Regions from separate parts of the Mus musculus genome. Here regions 2, 3, 4 and 5 are each linked to region 1. The links are chromatin contacts, called in public promoter capture Hi-C maps. All regions are on one chromosome and are shown on one strand. Each heading gives the region's core, a stretch centred on a gene start, on an enhancer-like site or on the middle of the called end of the contact. The rest is flanking DNA. Distances are from core to core; before and after follow the strand shown. Region 1 holds the start of Plcxd2 (phosphatidylinositol-specific phospholipase C, X domain containing 2). Region 2 holds the start of Dppa4 (developmental pluripotency associated 4). Region 3 overlaps Morc1 (microrchidia 1). Region 4 holds the start of Dzip3 (DAZ interacting protein 3, zinc finger). Region 5 holds the start of Qtrt2 (queuine tRNA-ribosyltransferase accessory subunit 2).

The links. Promoter capture Hi-C pulls out the DNA fragments that hold promoters and counts their contacts.
Region 2: a contact with region 1 is called in a promoter capture Hi-C map of stem cell-derived epiblast-like cells, with 3 times the contacts expected there. The contact joins the promoter of Dppa4 here to the promoter of Plcxd2 in region 1. A contact is called at or near these places in 5 of 39 promoter capture datasets (the C10 cell line, cranial neural crest, hippocampal neurons and 2 more).
Region 3: a promoter capture Hi-C map of stem cell-derived epiblast-like cells shows a contact between it and region 1, with 4 times the contacts expected there. The contact joins the enhancer-like site here to the promoter of Plcxd2 in region 1. A contact is called at or near these places in 6 of 39 promoter capture datasets (the C10 cell line, cranial neural crest, embryonic stem cells and 3 more).
Region 4: a contact with region 1 is called in a promoter capture Hi-C map of pre-B cells, with 6 times the contacts expected there. The contact joins the promoter of Dzip3 here to the promoter of Plcxd2 in region 1. A contact is called at or near these places in 10 of 39 promoter capture datasets (the 3T3-L1 cell line, 3T3-L1-derived adipocytes, cranial neural crest and 5 more), 2 of 484 Hi-C or Micro-C datasets (CD4 T cells and CD8 T cells), 7 of 115 datasets of contacts at active chromatin or transcription factors (astrocytes, cardiomyocytes, double positive thymocytes and 4 more) and 1 of 9 other capture datasets (liver).
Region 5: a promoter capture Hi-C map of pre-B cells shows a contact between it and region 1, with 3 times the contacts expected there. The contact joins the promoter of Qtrt2 here to the promoter of Plcxd2 in region 1. A contact is called at or near these places in 3 of 39 promoter capture datasets (the 3T3-L1 cell line, liver and pre-B cells) and 1 of 9 other capture datasets (liver).

Annotation. Positions count from the first base shown.
Region 1 is chr16:46,009,014-46,011,713 of GRCm38.p6, forward strand. It overlaps Plcxd2 (phosphatidylinositol-specific phospholipase C, X domain containing 2), which reads right to left and starts at 1,400. Exons shown (of 4, transcript NM_001134480.1): 1 at 681-1,400. The coding sequence starts at 843.
Region 2 is chr16:48,282,376-48,285,075 of GRCm38.p6, forward strand. Dppa4 (developmental pluripotency associated 4) reads left to right here and starts at 1,360. Exons shown (of 7, transcript NM_028610.2): 1 at 1,360-1,466. The coding sequence starts at 1,443.
Region 3 is chr16:48,473,774-48,476,473 of GRCm38.p6, forward strand. The region is part of intron 8 of Morc1 (microrchidia 1); the gene reads left to right. Among named protein-coding and RNA genes, the nearest start is that of Morc1, 44 kb to the left of the region's middle. Within about 2 kb of position 1,353, at least 8 of the 459 cell types and tissues checked have an H3K27ac peak or open chromatin away from gene starts, as enhancers often do. A contact at or near this core is called in embryonic stem cells and stem cell-derived epiblast-like cells, where this site is marked.
Region 4 is chr16:48,992,768-48,995,467 of GRCm38.p6, forward strand. It overlaps Dzip3 (DAZ interacting protein 3, zinc finger), which reads right to left and starts at 1,375. Exons shown (of 32, transcript NM_001110017.2): 1 at 1,023-1,375. Cip2a (cell proliferation regulating inhibitor of protein phosphatase 2A) reads left to right here and starts at 1,421. Exons shown (of 21, transcript NM_172616.2): 1 at 1,421-1,612. The coding sequence starts at 1,511.
Region 5 is chr16:43,888,317-43,891,016 of GRCm38.p6, forward strand. It overlaps Qtrt2 (queuine tRNA-ribosyltransferase accessory subunit 2), which reads right to left and starts at 1,360. Exons shown (of 9, transcript NM_001356329.1): 1 at 1,251-1,360. Ccdc191 (coiled-coil domain containing 191) reads left to right here and starts at 1,586. Exons shown (of 16, transcript NM_027801.1): 1 at 1,586-1,722. The coding sequence starts at 1,675.

The DNA.
Region 1 (2,700 bases), core at 150-2,649:
AACAGAGGTGCTTCTCAAGGCTCCAGTTCTACATCAGCTAGGCAGACACCTGTGTATATATAGACAAAGCTTCAAACACCGTCACTTCATCACACCTAATGACTGCCTGTGAGGACAGACTGCATCCTCTATTTCTGGCATTTCCAACAACAAAACTATGTGCCTTGATGCCCAGCCTAGAATCTGAACCTATTTTCTAACACTTATCTGATTTTTGTTTTCAAGAAAGGTCAGATAAATGAGAAAAATATTCTTTTCAGCTTCAATGTTGACCCAGAGCTAAGATTGTTAAGGACTTTCTACCCATTATTCTTGATCTCTCCCCCTTTCCCTTAAATGATTCAAGTCAGCGAGCCTTTCACATACCCAGGCCTCTGCATCAAGATGGTTAACATTCTTAGACTGAGGCCGTATGGTGTAAACAAAATAAAAACAACAAAACAACAGCGCAGTGATTCCATTCTCTCAACTGTCCCTTTTGCCAGTGATGCAGTCGGCTTGACTGACTCTCTTTACAGCAGCTACCTTCCTGTTAAGTTTTTTTTTTTTTTTTTTAATTTGGAAATAAAAAGAGATCACTGACAATTGTTTTTCAACACAACAGAAAACAACCAACCCACTAGCAAACACTAAAATGGCAGCATTAAACACAGTGCGAACAAGTAGTTATAGACGAATACCTGGGATTGCCAGATTGGAAAGGGGGACGTTGTGGAGGTGAGCGGGGAGCGAGGCCATCCAGTCGGCATTGCAGACCTCCGAGGCTGTCTTTGTCCCGCTGGGATTGGGAGAGCAGATGGTACCCATCCTGAGTTTCCTTCTGGCCTTTCTAAATGCAAGCATCCCTGTCGTCCACGATTTAGACAGGCTCAGTCTAGTGCCACTCACTCTGTGGTCATCACCGCTCGGGGCTCTCTAAACATTTCAGAGCACATGGGTCACGCCAGTCTTTTCAAGATCCTTTTCTAGCTGGGAGATGGGTCAAATAGGTGCTCCCCTGCCTGCTGCTCCCGCAGTCCCCACCCTCTTCGCCTTGCCACTGAGATCCACTCCTTTAATCTCCTCAGTCCCTGGTCAGTTAAACTTCTTAGTTCCCCTCTGGAGACGGGGGAGGCAGGCCCGAAGATACAAACCTTCCTGAAACCCACAACATCCAGGAACAGCCACACCCGGAGCTACTCACACGACAGGTGCCCACAGGGCATAGAGACGTGCCAGCGGGCTGCACACACGTGCGCACCCGGGTTGCACCATCTCTTGTTCATGGGTGCTTCCGTGGGTTTCCCCGGGCTGGTACACAGGCTGGGCCTGCCTGCACCCCCGCCCCCTGGCTTCTCTGCCCACTGCCCTGTGCTTTTCTGAAGGGCTCTCAGAAGAGTAACCGGCAGCCCCGGGACTCTGGCGGCCCCGCCCCGCACTGCCGGGCAGATTTGCCAGACTAGGCGAGCTGTGATTGGTCGTTGGCGGGATTCTCTCTGATTGGACAACGCTCTGAGGGCCCGCCCCTACATCGCGCTCCCACGCCTCCCCTGCTTCTTAGCTCCTCCCCTCTCCACTCCAGCGGGGTAGCGAGTGGACAGGTCGGGCTGCGGCCTGCTGCTCCGGAAGGGGAGATGTGCACCGTGGCCGGCTGTCCTCAGATTGATCTTTTTCTTGTAGATCTCTGACGCGACCTCAAAGGTTTCTCCTCTCTCCCTCGGCCTTACTCTCACTGCGGTGAAAATTACCCAGAAACGCGCTACTTTTTTTTTTTTTTTTTTTCAAACCACCGTAGCAGCAGAAACAGGAGAGCTAGAGAGGCCAGAGAAAGGTGCTGCTGCGGCTCCTATTTAGATGGCAGCATCAAAGCAGGTTTGTGTTTGAAACAATGCAAACTGACAGTTCTCCTGCACAGTCCGCTGAAACTGGCCAGTGCCATTATTTCCGTTTCACAGAGGAGGAGATAATGGTGCTTTGGGTTCCTGTTGCTGTTGTTTGAAACCTTTTGAATTATTTGTCTCACCTGCTCCTCACAGCATTACCACAAGACTCAGAGTTGCTGATACACTTCCTCGAATGGATGAAACAGCCTGAGGCAGGTCACGTGGTGGCAGTCTGTGCAAAGTTCATTTTGAAATGAGGTTCCCTAACTCGGTCTGTAGAACACAGACCCACTTCTCTGCTTCCTGAACTGTTCCCACTTCAAATAGTATTCAAATGTAGTACAGAGTTTTATAATCCGATATTGTTAGTTAAAATTTGTAGTTAGATTTATATATTTCTTGTATGCGTTTTTCTGTGAGAACATGCATGTGTGCAGTTCAGAGGACAGATTACTCCAGTTCTCTCCTTCCTTGAGACCGTCCCCGGGGCTCAGATCGTCAAGTTTGGCAGTAAGCACCTTTACTCACTGAGCCACCTCCAAGATCTGACCTGCATACTTTGCAAAAAATAAAAATAAAATAAAATAAATAATAAAAAAATACTATTTTGGCAAACAGATAATTTTATTTAAAAAATTTTAAATTAAGGTAGCCTTTTATAGCAAGAAGGACCCTAGAGACTCAGGAGGGCCTTAGGGGAAAAGAGAACAGTGGCCAGAACTCTTAAAACTCCTGGAGTTTATGTATAAAACCCTAGGGCAGCTGTCGTTTAATCACCAGATGACCTCCATTTTACCCCTGTATCCCAGGCTACCTGTCTTAGTTAGGGTTTCCGTTG
Region 2 (2,700 bases), core at 110-2,609, 2.3 Mb after region 1:
CTGTGAGTTCGAGGCCAGCCTGGTCCAGGACAGCAGGCTACACAGAGAAACCCTGTTATCAAATACCAACCAACTAGCAACGACAAAACCTTTTAACAGTTGGCAGAAAAAAAAAAAAAAAAAAAAGGGCTGGTGAGATGGCTCAGTGGGTAAGAGCACCCGACTGCTCTTCCAAAGGTCCAGAGTTCAAATCCCAGCAACCACATGGTGGCTCACAACCATCCATAACGAGATCTGACTCCCCCTTCTGGAGTGTCTGAAGACAGCTACAATGTACTTCCATATAATAAATAAATAAATCTTTAAAAAAAAAAAAAAAAACAGTTGGCAGATAGAAAGTTACAGTTTTGAACCAGGCTCGGTGGCCTGAATTCCAGCCCTGGGGAAGCTAGAAGATCAGAAATTCAAGCCCTGGCCAGGTGTGGTGGGGTACACCTTGAATCCTAGCAGTCAGGAGGATGAGACAGGAAGACCTCAGTATGCTGCAGGTCCGTGGAGACTTCAAAAAAGGAGGGTTGGATGGGGAAGAATTAAAAGAGTTGTAATTTTATGGGCTGGGATTGTAGCTCAGTGGTAGATTGATTGGTGCACAGAAACAAAGCCCAGGGTGAGCCCTGAAACCACCAAAACAATGCAACCCCCACCCCCTGCCATCTCATGGAAAAGGATTTCTGGAGCAACTGGGTTGTTTTCATTCCTGTTCAGGATGCTAATTCCATTAGATAAATTTGCAGTCTTTTCAGAATTCTCTAGGAACTTCACTTTCCCTTAGCAATATTTAGGTTCTTTCTTTCTTTCTTTCTTTCTTTCTTTCTTTCTTTCTTTCTTTCTTTCTTTCTTTCTTTCTTTCTTTCTTTCTTTCTTCCTTCCTTCCTTCCTTCCTTCCTTCCCTTTTTTTTTTTTTTTTCTTTTTTCTAAGATAGAGTCTCACTATGTAGACTAGGCTGACCAGGAGCTCAGAGAGATCCACCTGCCTCTGCATCTCTAATGCTGGGATTAAAGGTGTGTGCTGCCACGCCCAGCAATAATTACAGTTTTAAATATCCCAGATCTACAGTTGCCAGGAGCAGGGGGTAGCAGCTCACACCTCTAAATCGCAGTATTCCGGAGGTTGAGACAGTACAATATACAAAGCGCATTTCTGGCCAGGCAAAGAAATGATAAACTCTGCCTCAAAAACAAAACAAAACAAAACAAACAAAAAAAAATTCGAGGAAACAAGCCTAATAATTAAACCACACAAAAGGGGATTTTATTAAAATCAGCCACAAAAGGAGATTTTAGCATCACAATTTTGTTGAGGGTGGGACCAGAAGGGGAGGGGAACGGAAGAGGGCCTCAAGACAACAGGAAGTAGGAGGAGATTTTGAAAAGCCGGCTGAGGTCAGAGGTCTTTTGGAAGCTGGGAGAACTTTCTTTCGGAGGATTCATCTATTCTCAAGATGGAGACTGCTGGAGACAAGAAGGTGAGAACTGTTTTTACAATTTGGCTTTCCAAATGAGGGCCCCTCATTTTTGAGTATAGCCAGCCATTGTTTGGAGAAGAGAAGAATGAGCGTTACAATTTGTTACAACCTTAATTGTTTTTTTAAAAAAAATTATTATTTAAAGGCAGGTGTGTGGCTTGGCGGGCCCGCTCGAAGTGGCCTTGCGCGAGACCCTGGGGCCCGGGTGTAGATGTGTTAGGAGAGGAGGGTGTGTTTTGGAAGGAATGCTTTGTTAGGAAGGAATTTAGAATCCCGTAGCTGGTCCCGGGATAAAACAGGGTATAAACTGAGGCTTTGGGTAGCCTCGGAAGGAGTCCCCAGTTAACCTGAGAGGACCCGAGGGCTTAACCCAAAAGTGCCTGCTACAGGGCTTCCAGGCCCCTTAATTTATCCATAGGCCCTCAGAATCTATGAATTTTGACATGGCAGACCTGCTGGTTCCTAACTGTAGTAGCCAGGATAGGATGCTGAGCACTTTCCTGGACTCCTCCCCAAGAAACCGCCAGCCATTTTCATCTTTCTTTATTGTAAGAATTTTGTTAAGTCCTAAAGTGAATCCTTTATAAAGAGGTTGTGCAAAAGTAAATCTTAGTCCTTGGGAAGCCGGTCCCTATTGTGATGGGAGAGAACTGAGGTGTCAAGTAACAGGAAATGCTAAATTGTCACTTCCACAATTGCGGGGGTGGAGGAGGGGGGGGGTGGAAAAGACCTAGGTTTTGGAGCTAAGTGACCTGGTGGTTTTACTTATTTATTTAGTGAGTTATTGTTTTGTTTCTCTGTAGTCCTGGGTACCCGGGACTCGCTCTGTAAACCAGGTTGGTTTGCCTCCCGGGTGCCACCCTCTCTTTTCTTTCTGAAACAAGGTTTCTCTGTAGCCCTGGCTGTCCTGTAACTCACTCTTGTAGACCAGGCTAGCCAGGAACTGAAGAGATTCGCCTTCCTCTGCCTCCCGAGTGCTGGGATAAAGGCATGTGCCATGACCACCTGGCTTTAATAAGCTTTTAACTTTTGGCCCTCCATGTTGAAAATACAGTAGTGGTTCTGAAGTTATATAAAGATTAAATGAGGCAAGGAGTGTGTTTAGTCGTGTATATGCTGGAAGAGGCTTAATATTTGTTAGGTTTTTTTTTTTTTTTTTTGGTGTGTGTGTGTGTGTGTGTTTCTTTCTGTGCTTAGGGATTTTTTTGTTGTCGTTGTTGTTGTTCCCTTAATT
Region 3 (2,700 bases), core at 103-2,602, 2.5 Mb after region 1:
TAACACTCAGTAAGTCTGTTCCAAGTTCAGAATTTACACTAGTTGAAAAATCTTCATGGAGCCTTTTGTGTGCATAATATAGACTTCGTTAATGTCACGTATAACAACTCATCTGTTTTATGGGAACACAATTTTGGTTGTCATATATAACTATTTTATATATAACATATAACACCTCTGAGGCACTATAAAAAGACTTAGCTTAATGTTGTACCTGGAATTCAGAGCCCAAGACCTAGCCATAGACTATATAAGGTACCTTAGCCTATTTTTCTTTTGCTATACTAGAATACATACAGATGGGTTATTTATTGAGACTAGGATTACTTAACTCATGATTTGGAAGCTGAGCAATCTAAGACCATGGGCTTATATCTGATAAAGGTCTTCTTTCTGTTGGAATCTTTCTACTGTGCCCCAAACCATCTGATGACACCCCAATCAGACAAAGCTGAGAGGACCACACAGTGAGAGAGACAGAGACAAAAGTATTTTTATAAAAGACCTGCACAGGAGATAACCACTAACCTATTAAGCCATTAGTGTATGAATATATGAATGGATTTAATGACATAGTTTTCTCTTATAGTTCCCATGGGGTTGTCACCAGTGGACTTTAAGTTTTAACATGGATTTTTGTGGGACATTCATACTATACCACAAGAATAGCTCAGTTGACGGCTTGGATGGGAGTCTGTTGTCTGGGTTCCTTTGTGCCTATACACAGGAGTTAGCTTTCTCAGATAGTGTTCTATTCCCAAACACCTATGAGTATGTCCCCCTTTCTTGTGATTCTCTTCCTACATAACCTCTGCCAGCTATGTCTACCAAGCTGTGACTTCCAAACTTCATAGAGGGAAGGAATCTGAGGGATTCATGCTCCTAAACTCCAACCCCCAGGGATCTGAATCTGAAGATAAGGGCAAGACTTGGCTGTGGTGGCTTGCTCTCACTGTCCTTCCCTGTTCTATTATTACTATTATTATTATTATTATTATTATTTATTGTGCGACCACTATGTCAGTCCACATGCATCTAAGGTGTACATGGAACAGCCCCAGAAATAGAAGAATATGGACAGGTCAGGTAAAGACAACTGCACAGATGGCACAGCAGACCGTGGAAACCAAATTGCAGGCAGACTTCTAAGAATTCTCAAGTCTAAGCAGAGAAAAGGACACTGATTCTAATCTGCTTCTCCTACACCATATTCCCCAGACTCTGCAAGCAGCAGGTTCAGCCTTAAAGTAGCCTTTTCTTTACGTCTGCTTGTCACGTGCCTCTGAGTGGGGAGGGCTGGAGATGGGGAGAGTGGCTTGCTTCAGTTTCTTCTTATCAGAGCTAATTAAATAGAAAATGAAAAAGGAAACCACACAGTGATAGAGATACGAACTCCCCTGGCAAAGCACACAGAGGCAGAAAGGATGTTTGTGTAGAAATGAGACAAGAAAAGCCCTTGAAGAATTTATGCAAAGAGGGTCCTTACAGAGGGAGAGTTGCAGACAGTCCTTTGTCTTCTAAAGATATCCTGACTACAGGGTGTTTCTTTGTCAGCCCCTCAAGTGCACAGCTTTATTTACAATTGGATAGCATCAACACTGAAGATGATCTTCCATGAAAAGACCTCACCACAGGAGGAATGCTCTGCTGCTTGTTCTAAACTAGGCAAGAGAAGCTGTGAATGATCCTTCATTCACACAAGAACCAGTTATTTAATGGATGAGGTCACTAACTGCATGGAATTTACAACCTGATGGAGAGAAAATTACAGAGGTATAGACAGTCACAGGGACAGGAAGTAAAGAAGGAGGGACTCACACAGGCTCTAGCACTCTGGAGGTGGGGAAGTACTTCAACAGAAGTGAGATTTCAAGGGTGCATCCAGAGAGGTCTAAAAGAACTAGTCAAGAGTAAACAAGAGTGACATCCCGTGGTTGGGAGATGAGATGGTGTGAGCCATATTTGAGAACTGAGAGTAGTTGGCTTATCCAAGCTGGAAAGAGATGAGGCTACAACATTAATTTGCCTAGAACAAGACCGTTTGCATTGTGTATTTAGCCCTGTTTTCTTTATACCTCAGACTTCAGAAATTAGAGCTAGTTCTGTAATGTTTGTCACAAACAGGAACTTGAGAAAAGACAGGAGTAGAGAAGAAGTAAACCTGCATCAATCCTCAGAAGAGCTGACTCATCAGCTTGACCAATGGCTAGCTTCTGGTAGTTCCCAATACCAATAGAAACCTTTCATTTAACTGAAAACTTGAGTCACTACATCTAGATTATGCAAAGAGCAGGACTGCAACTGGTCAGTTTTAATTGCCAACTTGTCACACACTACAGTCACCTAGGAAATGAGTTTTAATTAGAAATTATATCTGGCTGGCCTATGTACATGGTATGGCATATGTACATGTGGTGGACAGGCTTGATTGTTAGTTGATAGAGGAAGGCTGGGCTCATTGTGGGCAGCACTATCCCCTAGGCAGAGAGTCCTGAAGTCTATGAGAAAGGAAGAAGCAAGATGAGAGGAAGTAGGCAAGGATTCCCATGTTATATTCTCACTCGGATCTTGACAGTGGATGTGAAGCTTTAAGTCCCTGCCATGACTTCTTGGAAGCAATAAACTGACCTGAGACTATAAGCCAAACACTCCTATCTTTGCTAAGTTGCTTTTTGTCGTGATGTTTTTCACAGTTACAGA
Region 4 (2,700 bases), core at 125-2,624, 3.0 Mb after region 1:
GGCTTTGTAATAAAGGCTACTATTTCTGAAGCTCAATAAGAATTTACTGAATAAACTATCGTGTAAAATAGTCTACTCTTAGGTTTCACTTCATGAAAAGCCTAAAGCAGTAAAATGCAGAGACACAAAGAGAAAGGTGCAAAAATACTTGTCAGCAAACTGGCTGCTCTTCGTTTTAGTGATGACGCATTCCTCGTTTATGTAGTGAATTCCAACAGTACTTTCCTATTTGGACTATTATTAGATGGTTGCTTCTCCGCAGGCACCACGTCCTCATCTTTGTTCTGAGTGACAGTCAATCCCTAGCCCCGTTATACATGTTTGTTTAAAATGGAATGAATGAATGCATGAATGAATGCACTAGCTACAAACTCTCATGTGACTATCTCAACGGCACAATCTTTTTCCAGCCATCAGTTAGCTTTACTTTTATTTTCTTTTAATATGAACATAAATGACGTCTTTAAAAGGTACCAATACAAACGAGAAAAAAACAAAAAACAAAAAGGAACGTTCCCTGAATTCCCACAATTTCAGAAGAACTTAGTCAAATGGGCATTTACTCGATCCCACAACCTAGCTTAAGCTCCTGAACCAGTTGCTGACTCACTTCGTTATTAGATCCGTGCACATCATTACCTCCGATTAAAATAATAATAATAATAAAATTCTCAACGGTGCCTTTCTTTCTTTTTTTTTTTTTTTTTTTTTTTTTTTGACGCCACAGAAATGTGCAAAATAATCACGCCAGACAAGAACAGGCCCCTCAGCCTACAGACATCAAAGCTGACAAGAACGCGTCCGGGAGCGACTCCGGGATGCTCTCTCTCTATGGGGGGTTCTGACAAATCCTACCGTAAAGTTCCGGCTGCCTCATCACGGAACCCCGACCGCCACAGGTCTTAGCCTGCGCGAGTCGCCTGCGGCCACCAGGGACCAGGGCCGCAGAACCTGAGGCCCCTCTCCCGCCGCCTCCAAACCTACGCCCCCACCCCCAGCTTCGGCGGCTCCGAGTTCCTCACCGTGTCTAGACTAGGGGGGAGCGGCCGTGTCTCGGGCAGAGGCTGAGGCACGCACGGAAAGCCGAGCCCGCCGCGCCCAGGCCGAGGAAGGCCCGGGGACCGAGCCCGCGCGGCACGGAGACCCCCGTTCGCCCCAGAAGCCCTCCACAGAATGAGCCCGCACGAGCTCGTCTCGCGAGATTCCCGCGTGTTCGCGGACCTCCAGCCGAAACCTCGCGGCCTCTCCGCCAAAGGGGGACTGCGGCGGGGGTGGGAGGGGATGGCTCCCTGCCACCTTCCCGCAACCCCAGCGCCTGGAACCCAGGCCCACCCTGCCAATCACCGACTGCAGTCCCACCCGCTGCTCCCAGACTTCCGGAGTCCGACCGGAACAGGAAGCTGCCAGGCGCAAGAGGGGTGGGGCTTAAAAAAAATCAAAAAATGCGCGGCGACCGCTGAAGACAGAGGGTGGCTGGTGTCGGTGGTCGCTGACAGGCCGGCTCGTCGGCATGGATTCCACCGCCTGCTTGAAGTCCCTGCTCCTGAGCATCAGTCAGTACAAGGCCGTTAAGTCGGAGGCGAACGCCACTCAGCTGCTGAGGCACTTGGAGGTAAGGAGGTTCGGGGTGCGAGTGGGTGTCCCCTCCTTCGGTCCCCTCCTGTTTTCTTGTGGGGCCGGAAGATGGAGGTCTCGCCCTGGGCAGACCTGCAGCTGCTTCGCTGTCCTTGCACTGGCGACAGCGACTGGGTGTGCGCAACGAGTGGGTGCCAGGAGGGGATTGTGTACGGACCCAAACCAGGAGGCTTTGGGGTGTATGCGAGCGCAGTGTGTGTGTGTGTGTGTGTGTGTGTGTGTGTGTGTGTGTGTACGGACCCAAACCAGGAGGCTTTGGGGTGTATGCGAGCGCACTGTGTGTGTGTGTGTGTGTGTGTGTGTGTGTTCCGGATCTTTTTTTAAGGTGCTGTATTAGTCAGGGTTCTCTAGAGTCACAGAACTTATGGAGTATCCCTTTATATTAAGTGGATTTATTGTAAGGACTTAAAGTTTCGCTCCTACTAACCCAACAAGTGGGGAAGCTAGCTGTGACTGGGAAGTCCAGGAATCTAGTAGTTGCTCACTCCCTCAACACTAGTTGTTTTCGCTGGTCATCTGTGTAAGCGGGAATCCTGAAGAAGTAGGTTCCAACTGGAAAGTCAGTGTAAGCAGGCAAAGAAGAGTGAGAATTCCCTCTTCCATTGTCCTTATGTAGTCCTCCAGTAGGAGGTAGAGCCCAGATTAAAGGTATGAATCACCACACCTGGATTTGGAACTTGCAATCCCAGCTGGCCTTGAACTCAGGAGACTTGTCTCATTCCCCTGGGATTAAAGGTATGTACTACCTTGCCTGGGCCTACGCTTTTCATGGCCACTATGCCTCGAGATCTGGATCAAAAGCACATCGCCCCATGTCTGAAGCCTGTGTCTTCCAGCCTCAAGATCTGGGCAGATGTGCCCTCCATTTCTGGATTTAGTTCATTCCAGATGTAGCCTTAGTTGACAACTGGAATAGATATCACAAGTGCCTATTTTCTATGTCTGTTTTGTTTTCTTTGTTGAATATTGAGTGGCTTCATTCACCGAAGATAATCAGGGCAATTCATTCAGGTTGTATGTATAAACAGGACTCCTTTTTTTATGTGTAAGTATTTATGTAGATAT
Region 5 (2,700 bases), core at 110-2,609, 2.1 Mb before region 1:
ACATGCCAATTCTCTTTGTTCCTATGGATGAGAATGCAGTTCTCAGCTACTGCTCAGGCGTCTGCCTGCATGCCAACATGCTTCCTGCTGTGATGATAATGGACTAAACCTCTAAAACTGTAAGCAAGCCCTCAATCAAACGTTTTCTTTTATAACAGTTGCTTTGGTCATGGTGTCTCTTCACAGCAACAGAACAGTGACTAAGACAGTTACCAGTAGTAACTGGCAGAGTTGTTACTGGAATTATAGATGTATTAGTTTTAGAGGCTATAATATAGGCTAGTGGCTTAAAAGAAACTGAAATTTGTCAAATACAATGTTTCCATATTAACTGTGATAGTTCCCATTTTGCTACAGTGTAATTGTTCTTTTCCCATCTTGCCCCTCTACCTCTAAGCCATCTTCTCCAAATTGACAGCCTTTCTCCAGACTCATCCAAACATTTAAACACACTTGTTCTCCAAAAATGGACACACACTGTATTATATGCACTTCTCTGAACTCTGCTTTTCATTCAGGAAAAAATAGGCACACCTTCCAAAAAATCGCCATGAAACTAACTCTTCCAAAAGAACTAACTACCATTGAGACAGCGGAAAGTCTGAACGTAACACAGCCCATTCAACAATGTTCTTACTGGTTCACACTCAAGTTAGAGGGCAGGTGCTAGGTCTATGGGGCACAGCTTTCCTTATCATATTTCCACCAGTTTATAGTTTGGTTTAGATTCCCTGGCAGAATGTTTTACACACGTTGCTTTTTCAATCATTACAATACTCCCAGGGTTTAGGTACAATCCCATTTTGCCAGTAAGTAAGCTGAATTGCCAACAAGTGGCCGGGTCCAAAGCTCCAGTTCTGAATTTCTGCCCTGCCTTGAAAGCACACACGCCTTCAGTGGGCTGTTCATGACAACATCCAGGCATGGCTATTTAGATTCAATTTTCCCTTAGTTCCATTAGCCATCCCAGGAGCCCTAGACTTTCCTATTCGTATAGCTTCCCAAGTAACTGCTAAACTCAGAAAAACTTGCAGCTGAGAAGCTCATTCTCTGGCAGAGGCCAGGAGAACGGAGGTCCTTTTCTTTCTGAACTGTAACTGGCAATCACACTGGGAGACTCGGAGCTGGCAAAAGCCTAGACCAACAAGAAACCAAGTAATGACGAGGTGGGAACAAGACTGCAACGCAATAAAAAAAAAAAAAAAGTGGGCGCTATTCACCCTCCCTCAACAAGGAAAAGGAACACTCACCGGTTGATAACACAACTCCGCACCCTCAGGACCCTTAAACTCTTCGCAAGAGATAACACGTGTTCCGACTCGTAGAACCCTTGGCCCACTAAACCACGGTCTCCGCCGCAGAGCCAATCCGGAATTTCTGCGTCATCACCAAGCGCCAGAATTACGCAAAGGCCCTGCTAAAGAAGCCCAGTGACCTCCGCCGATGCCATAGTAACAGCGTGAAAGCAAGCTTCCCGCGCAACGCCTCCTGGGAGTAGTAGTTCCGGAATGTCTGACCCCTGTCTAGCTGCTAGGTGGCAGAACTACAACTCCCAGAACCACCTGAAAGCAGTCTGGGAGGAGGCGCAGTTGTCTCTGTTGTGGCCGAAGTCTAGGCCCGAGAGTGCAAAACGTGCTGCTGGCGCCCCAGGGAGGGTCCGCCTCAAAGAAGAAGATGGAGCTGAGTCGCTGGAAACGGTTATCAAGGAAGCTGAATCTCAAGGTGATCCCAGTCGGGAGCTTTGAGGAACATGGGCCGGCCCTAGGCGCCACACAGTCCTGAAGCCAGCCGCTTCCCGCCCTGCGCTTCCTCACTCTTCCCCCGGGGGCATCCTTACCTGGCCTTGGCTACCCTAGAGCCTGCACAGCCCTAGGTAGCGTGATTTAAGGAGCCAAAGGGTCTGTGTACTCACTACTGTGATGGGCTGCATCCTGTAAGGATTATTTCTATCTATGGAGAGGTCTCCTAGTGTCCATCATGGTGAGGGGAATTTGCCCCTAATCCTTACTCTGCCACCAATTTTAGGAAACTTTCCGCACATTTTCTTCTGCCCCCTTCAAATCTGAGTTAAGGGGTCTTTAAAAGGAAAAAAAAAATCATCACACGAAATTCTCTGACGTTATCCCTTATATCTTTCCCTTTCCAGTTTTACACAAGGTATCTAAAATGAACCCAGAAGTCCAGATGGTTGTATCTCAATACTTTATCCATATGGTTATCTCTAAATTTCACGAGCATTCAAAGTTAGAGCCTCCCTGTATCTCTTACCTCTTCTGTGTATTAGCACCTAAAGGCATCAGGAGGTTGAGGAAGAATTGGGGTGGGGGTGGGGGGTAATTAAAAATAAAAGAGACACCATTTAAAACTTGGAACATTACAAAAGTCACAGCCATGCAAAGTCACAGCCACACCAAGTGTGCCTTCCAGAATACCTCTTAACAGTCACAAAAATAGATGCTTTAAATGTAAAGGAGAGTATTGAAATGGAGGGGCTTCAGCTTTCAGCAGCAGAGCAGTTTCACCAGCTGCTCTTACCTTTCAGTTTTACTTTCCTGTAAAAAGAAAAAAAAATCCTCTTAGACGAGTGGCTTTTGTGGGGGCCCCAGGTAATCATTCTTGTGGGTTATCCTAAATATAGCAGCTGTGTGCACAGGGCACATTCCGCTTAGTGAAAACCATGCTCCAGATACCAGAGGGCAC